Regions from separate parts of the Rattus norvegicus genome. Here region 2 is linked to region 1. A link is a contact called in public Hi-C data. All regions are on one chromosome and are shown on one strand. Each heading gives the region's core, a stretch centred on a gene start, on an enhancer-like site or on the middle of the called end of the contact. The rest is flanking DNA. Distances are from core to core; before and after follow the strand shown.

The links. A called contact is a pair of places that touch in the nucleus more often than the background predicts.
Region 2: a Hi-C map of liver shows a contact between it and region 1, with 5 times the contacts expected there. The contact joins two enhancer-like sites. A contact is called at or near these places in 12 of 12 Hi-C or Micro-C datasets (the A7r5 cell line, the Rat2 cell line, Schwann cells and 7 more) and 1 of 1 datasets of contacts at active chromatin or transcription factors (oligodendrocytes).

The regions. Positions count from the first base shown.
Region 1 is chr17:3,968,154-3,972,023 of GRCr8, forward strand. All of the region lies in intron 18 of Dapk1 (death associated protein kinase 1), which reads right to left. Among named protein-coding and RNA genes, the nearest start is that of Cts7l2, 61 kb to the left of the region's middle. Within about 2 kb of position 2,193, at least 41 of the 93 cell types and tissues checked have an H3K27ac peak or open chromatin away from gene starts, as enhancers often do. A contact at or near this core is called in hepatocytes, kidney and liver, where this site is marked.
Region 2 is chr17:4,182,225-4,186,076 of GRCr8, forward strand. The region is part of intron 2 of LOC100912124 (a long non-coding RNA gene); the gene reads left to right. Among named protein-coding and RNA genes, the nearest start is that of Dapk1, 88 kb to the left of the region's middle. Within about 2 kb of position 1,312, at least 5 of the 93 cell types and tissues checked have an H3K27ac peak or open chromatin away from gene starts, as enhancers often do. A contact at or near this core is called in hepatocytes, kidney and liver, where this site is marked.

The DNA.
Region 1 (3,870 bases), core at 943-3,442:
TTTTAGAGAAGAGGAGGAGACGGGAACAAGAGGGAGAGGAAGCAGTGGAGAGAACATGGAGGCTGATGTTAAGATTCCTCTCTGCACATTTACAGGTTGTTATGAATACTTTTAAGGTATGTATGTGTACAGGGCTTTGTGTGTCTAGGTGGGCAATTACATCTTATCAATTGGATCAGAGGTTATTGTGTTGTGTGTTCTTTCATGTGGTGATTTAATTTATGAGAATATGTGGTAGCTAGAGACATGTCTATGTCTGGCATGGTGGCAACCTGCCTTGGGAACTAGATGGGTAGAGATTGCTGTCAGGCTCAGAGAGAAGCCATCGGCAGTGTGGTATGGGATGGAGCAGAGTGGGTGAGACGCTTTGCTGACTGAGATGAAGATATCTACCAGATATCTTGGGGCACCGGACCTAGTGCGGGGTAATAGACAACATTTTATTTTTTATAATTTTACAGCAACGGAGTTGGAACATCCAAAGTCTGTCTACCTGCCAGACTCCCAGTTCCTCAGCTCTAATTGCTCCTGGGATACACATGGGGTCTCTCTGGACCAACAAATCTAGTGGACTATGTTATTCTCTGCTGTGGAAAGCCATCGTCAGCCTTCTACGGTGTTAATAACACCTCTGAAGTCTACCAAGGTGCCTGTAACATCCCTCAACCTCCAGCTTAAAAATCAACCACGTCTCCAGATAATTCCACGTGTCTTCTGGGGACAAGACTGCCAAGCTGAGAATGAATGCTCTCCCCAGACTGTAGCGCTGTAAATTCAGGGCCACCCTACTCTTACTGTGACCCTAAAGTTCTGAGATGGATCCAACAGGCAGGCCAGAACATGTCCTTTACTCTGGGCTGAACTGAGTTCCTTACAGGACACTGTACCCCCAACTGAGAGTTCCCATCAAACCGTCCCAGGCTTCATTAGCACGGGACACATTGAGGAAGAAGAGGAGGAAACGGGTACCTTAGACTTTCCAAGATGGCACCCAAGGCTGAGCTCTGAGGACATGCAAGTCCAGAGACTTGGATGCAGGCTTGGTACTCAAGCGAAGCTGCAAACCTGGGGCTCAAAGAGTAGAGAAGGGAGGCCAGACAATAGAGCAGGTGTCCTGGAGAGGACAGGAAGAAGAACCATGGGCAGACAGGAGCAAAGGAGAACCGAGTGCATGGAAGGCTGAAGAGAAGAAACAGGATTAATTGGAGCCACTAGCACCTGCTGAGCAGGATGAGCAGGCAAAGAGAGGAAGAGAGAAGTCAGAGACTGGTTACATCCAGAGAAAGCAGGCACTGTGGAGTCAAGCCACTGGCTCCTGGGGTGGCTCCTAAAGTTGTTTCATGCCCGTGTAGACCTATAACAATGATTTACCACACTTGATCATTTTGGTCACACACTGGTTTATTTTATTTTTACAGTTCTGGCTGGCCTAGAACTCTCAATATAGAAAGTTGCCTTCCTTGGCCTCCCGAGCGCTGGTATCAAAGGCGAGCGCCCCCGCACCTGGTCGCTTCTTTTGTCATCTTTGTTTTAGTTTATAATAAAAGAAGCAGCTCCCGAAAGGTGACTGGGGTCTCTGCTGAATCAGTGGAGGAGGAGAAGCCAGGGGAGCTCAGAATCTAAAGGTGACACTAGGGGGCGCCGTGGAGCCAAATGTTAACTGTACAGTCTGCTCAGAAGCGAGAAAAAGTTACAGTTGGCTGTTCCACAGGGCAGCATCCTCAGGCACAGGTCTGAAATGTGTTCCTGAAAAGATGGCTGTCAGCACAGGATATACAAGGCAGTAAAAACCCAGTACAGATAAGAGAATATGAAAAATATTAATAATCTCAAAATGATCCCATTGAAATGAGATCCCTCACACACTACGGAAAGTCGGTTTGTCTGCTTCTTCTTTGATGCGGCTGCTAGAAAATTCAAAATGACAGACACACCATTCGCTTTTGTCCCTCAGTGATGTCCTCAGTACACGGTCACCCCACTCCTCACACGAGGTCATCCCTGTTCAAAGAGGAAGATGCCTGCCTTCCCTCTGCTAGGAGGCCAGATGCCCACCAGGCCTGCTCGCTGATGGGAGGCTCTCCATTCTGTCTCCAGCATGGTCTCCGTAATCTAGACAGGAGTGGGTGGCCACCAAGCTCAGGCCTCTTAGCCTAATGCTTTTCATGAGCCACGCCCACTTCCTGACTACTCAGCTGCCAGACTTCATGACCAGCTGCTGCAGAGAAGACAGCTCCACCCACCTCCCAGTCCCCACTCTTATCTGACATCACTCTTGCTCCACCCCGTAACTACGGATGGTCAAAGACTCTCTGGTCGGTAATCCTTTCTCATTCTCTAAAAGGTTCCCTGTGTGGGGCAAGCATCAGAGTAAATGAGGCTACGTACAGACAGAAGACACTGGGCCTCTCTAGAAGCTGAAAGGGTTGGGAGACAGGGAGGCGGTATGAGCAGGGAGTGGTGGGAAGCGGTGAAGACAGCACTGCAGGAAAGAGTGAGGGGGAGGAACATGGGCTCACGGAGCAAGACAAAGGGACCAAAGGCCGCACACACTTCTGGATCCAACAGCTGATAGCATCTTCTGAGTCACCCTGGTTTTTATTTCCCCATAAGCCATCATCTGAGACAAATATGCTTTACCTCAGGATAACTAACCTGTAGGTAAAGGTTAATGAATATACCTGGGTCTAACAGATTCTTGTGTGGCAGGGGTGAGCCAGCACCCTGAGATGTGCACCCATTCTATGCCCAGACTTATTCGTGTCTGTGCCTGCAGAGCCCAACACTGCACAGAACAGGCCCGTGTTTACATATTGAGAGTGAATGGTACTGCAAAGACCTAAACACAGACAGAGAGCAAAGACCTACACACAAACAGGGAGGAAGGTATAGCACCATAGGTCAGTGCATTCTCTCTCTCTCTCTCTCTCTCTCTCTCTCTCTCTCTCTCTCTCTCTCTCTCTAGAACCATGCCGGGTATTTAGGCCTCTGCAGCATGGATAGCCAAAGACAATGGTATAAATTAATGGGCATATCTGTGCCTCAGGGAAATTTGATTTACAAAAGCAAGTGGCAGGCTAGATTGAGCTCTATGGGCCAGCTCCTTCAAGACTTTGAAGATCTCCAAGAACCTCAGAGCCTCAGGTAGCTGCCACATCAAACACCATGTAATCTCCTTCAAGGCAGGTGGTAAAGTTCAGATCTGCGAATGTCAGGACCCCACACACTCGGGTAATTAACCCACTGTAGGGCCAGCAACAACTCAAGCAATATTTCATGGCTACAACTGAACCGCTGTTGGCCAAACTCTTATCCATGGTATTTTATGAAATATGAAAGAAATGGTTTCTTCTGGGGTGGGGGGTGGGAGGGTGGCACTAAGCCTAAAATGAGAAGCCAGAGGAACAGACTACATCTTGCTTAGAAATAAATTTCGGTCCCAGCAGCAAAGGCAGACTCTAAACTGTAGGCACCAGCCCTTTGCCTCTAGGTTGCTCATGCCCCAAGACCACACAGGGGATCCAGCTCCTCCCACAGGGCACTGGGCCTCTTGCGCCCTGGGGCCAACGGGAAGCACTTACGAAAGGGAAATCTATACGTGGGATAGAAAGCTAAGAGGCACTGTTGTGTAACACGGTAAACAAAAGGCCAGTGTGAACCAGCGGGTCGCTGGCTGGCGGAGCGGGGCTGGTGAGATGAGAGAGGATGAAACATTAACTAGATATTAAACTAGGTCTGTGTGGGCAAATGTTTATGTAACTGCCGTGGAGGGCTGGAGCTTAAGAGCAGCCTGTCTGCTTTAGAATGCAGTTGCCAGGCAATACCTCTCTCCTCGTGCCCTTGAGGCATGAGAAGTTTCCATGGCTCTCT
Region 2 (3,852 bases), core at 62-2,561, 210 kb after region 1:
TCCATGTTTATTTGACTGAAACACACAGATCACACATCAGCAGCTTGTAAGCAAACATCTACATTCAAGTTGTCCTTGCGGGTCTGGGTTACCCGACCGGGGATGACTTTTCTACCTCTATCCATTTGCCTGCAAACTTCATGATTTGATTTTTCTTAGTAGCTGAATAATATTTTATTGGGTAAATGTATCCTATTTTCCATATCCATTCATCAGCTGATGGACATTTAGGCCATTTCTGACTATTATGAGTAGAGCAGCAATGGACACTGATGGGCAAGAATCTGCTGCAATCGGATGCAGTGTCCTCAGGGAATATGATGGAGTCCTCAAGGAATATGATGGAGTCCTCAGGGAATAGGATGAAGTCCTCAGGGAATATGGCCAAGAGTGGCACAGCTGGATCTTGAGGTGGATCTATTCCCAGCTTCCTGACCCAACCCTTCTGATCTCTAAAGTCAGATACTGTGTTACATTCTGTGCTGGTTAGTTTTGTCAGCTCAACGCAAAGTGGAATCAGTCACCAGGGCAGAGAGAACCTCAGTTCAGGAATTACTGGAATCAGATTAGCTTGTGAGGTATTTTTTTAATTTGCTAACAGATGCAGGAGGACCCGGCCCACTGTGAGCAGTGCCACCCCTGGGCAGGTGAGCCTGGGTTGCATCCAAAAAGCAGGCTAAGCAAGCCATGGAGAGCAAGCCAGTAAGCAGCACTCCTCCACAGTCTCTGCATCAGTTCCTGCCTCCAGGTTCCTGCTGCAAGCTCTCGTCCCAACTTCCCTTAGTGATAGACTGTAACTTGCAAGCTGAAATAAACCCTTTCCTTCCCTAAGTCGGCTTTGGGCCATGTTATGACACCAACACATCGTCTCACTGGCTGAGCTTTCCCTTTTAGTCCCCTCTTGAGGATCATGTGACTTCTGTTATTTAGCAAGAGGCAGTGGACTGGCGGTTCCCTCCTACGTAGAACACACACAGCTCAAACCGAAGCTCTCCATGTCCCCTCCAGAGCGGGCTTCTTCATTCTGAAGTTATTTCCAGTCAGTTCCCAGCCGAGGCTGATGTCTCAAGGCAGGTTCATTGTTCACATCTGACTTCAGATCTTCCCCTCTGCGTTTATGGGGCCGGGGGTAGAATGCAGACTGCAGGCTGGGTCTGTCTCTGAGGAATGCACTCCCTCACTCGCTCGCTCGCTTGCTCGGTGGCCTGGACTCCGGACAAATCTGGGGTCATGACCTCTTTTTACTCTCCCAGCTTTCATTAAGGACGCCTCGGGCCAATGCATGCTGTTTGTAGGTCACCAGAGTTATATTTTATCCAGCATTGCCTTTCTCCGGCACTGTTGTCTATTAACCACCCCTGCCCTCGCCCACATCCCTGGAGAGCAGCGGGTGAAGTAAAAATGTAAATTTCTGAGGAGACCAGAGCACAGTTAGGGAGTCACATGGTTAGGGAGGCTCCTTCTCTGTGGAACGGGCTCAGAAAACACACGGGGAACATTCTAGAACATGAAGAGCTGTCTGCACCACTGGTCTGGCCTGCCGCAGTGACTAGTGATCTCCTTCCTTTCTGTCACTTGTGGATGACGTCCTGTACCCAGCTCGACTGCGTGAGCTGGCTGTCTCACTGCGGATGTTTGTCATTCTGTACCCTTCCCTAAGATTAAGAACAGATAAAGAGGCAGCACGATGGAGCAGCACACGGGTGTGCCCATGATGGTGCTCGATGACTCTTGAATATGCTCCCCCAAACCCACAGAGGACCAAAAGAGCCAATTCCTGAAAGTCATCCTCTGACCTCCCTGTGCACTCTACTAAACAAATGAGTCAGTCAGTAAATAAATAAATAAATAAATAAATAAATAAATAAATAAATAAATAAAAGAACAGATGACTGCATTGCAGGAATGCACCCAACTTGGAGGTGCTCTGTTGCTTCTACCTGGGACCCTCCTCAAGTGCTTGAGGGGCTGGCAAGAGCTGGCAAAGTGAACTATGAACCAGCCCAATCCCTTGTGCCAACCGTGCCTTGGAAACCAGCTGCTTTCTTCCACCTTGTCTTTGTCACCTGAGCCAAGCCTGGCTTTCCCTGCTCTTCCACATCTGTCTACATTGGACTTGGTCACTGGGTAAATTTCAAACACCGGGGAGTTGAGTCGACTTGTGCTTTGTGGACCTCTTATCCAGACTGAGCAAGTGCTGACCCCAAACTGATGTCCACACTGCTGAGTTTACAGGCTTATATCTCCCTGGGGAGGAAACACCCTTGACCTTGTTTCATTTCTCCTAGCTGTTCAAATCTGTGTCCCGAGAACACAAACTCAAGGCATGCGTCCCAAGCAGACTCCATCTCTTTGTCCCAAGTGTTACGGGGACACTAATGCCTAAGGCAGCACTGATTAAAATCATACCTTGCTCAGATTGCATTCTTATCGATTTTTCTAGAAGGCAACAAAAGGGGAGCTTGTTTTCCCCCCACTGCTGTTTATTGAGCAGCAGGAATAGCTATGGGGACAGAGCGGCAGACCTGGTAGAGGCAGGTATTGAAGCTAACACTGAAATCGCGAGCAGTAAAGACAGGGTTCCCATTCCCCTGGAAATCTACTCCTGACTTGGTTGGGAAAGAATGGGAGGCATTGCTAACAAAGCGTTCTGAGCACTAAAGTGAGAGATAACTGAAGGCATTCCTAGCTCTGGGAAGTACTGGTTTGTGTGTTTTGAATTCAAGTGAAGTGCAAGTTCTAACCCTCACTATTGTTATCAAAATAAAAAAAAAATAGCTAGGCAATCGAACAATGACAAAAAAGGATTACGGTTCAATTCCATTATACTTCTTACCTTGTACAAAGAAAATAGGCTGAGCGTGTGGACAAAACAAGGCCCCAGCTAGAGTCACCTTCATAAAGTTAAAGGAAACAGAACCTCCGGAGTCTTTGCCAGCACATCTCGGGCTCGACGTTCATTGGTCATCCGCCCTTGGCATCTGAGTTACAGGGGTTAAGAGCATGTTTGGTTTACGGTGCCTCTGAGGCCATGTGGAAGGAGATGGAGGAGCAGGTCTTCTGGCTAAGATAGGGTGGGTGACAAGAATAGACACTTCTTCCTACTTGAAATACCGTGACGATTGGACGAGACATTTTAAAAATTGGACTCAGTCGGAAGGGGAGAGGTAGTGAAAGGCAGTGTGTGCAGAGAGGGGGACAAGCACAGGAAGCCACAGTAACCCAGCACATGAGAGAGATGAGACATGAAGTGTTAGGAAGGAGCCCACCATGTCTCACACGGGATGCCAGCAAGAATCGTTAAGACACACCCATCCATTTGTTGTCTCCAGGAAGCACACCTCATTGACAACGGCACTCACAGACAGACAGAAAGGATGGAGTCAATTTATCAGAGAAGCAGAAGCTTGAAGCAAGCCACTGCTTGAACAAACATCGGAAACTTTGGGCTAAAATTAGTCAGAGGAGAGAGGAAAAGCCAGTACATGCTTTAAAATGGAACAACCCATCAATAAAACGTAACCGTTATGGAGGCTGGAGAGATGGCTAAATGTTTACGATCACTCACTGCTCTCGAAGAGGACCAGGGTTTGGTTGTCAGAACCAATATGGTGCCTCACAACCAGCTGGAATTCCAGATCCCAGTAATCAAATGCCCATTTCGGGCCTCTGCAGGCCCCAGAAACTGCCTGTGTCGGGTACACAGAAGCACATGCAGGCAAAACATCCTTGCCCATAAAGTCAAAATCTCCCAAAATAGGGGAAAAAAGCAAAACAAACAAACAAACAAACAAAAAACTTAAAAAAAAGACCTCAAAGTCTAAAAGAAATGGATAAGTTCTTAGGCATATA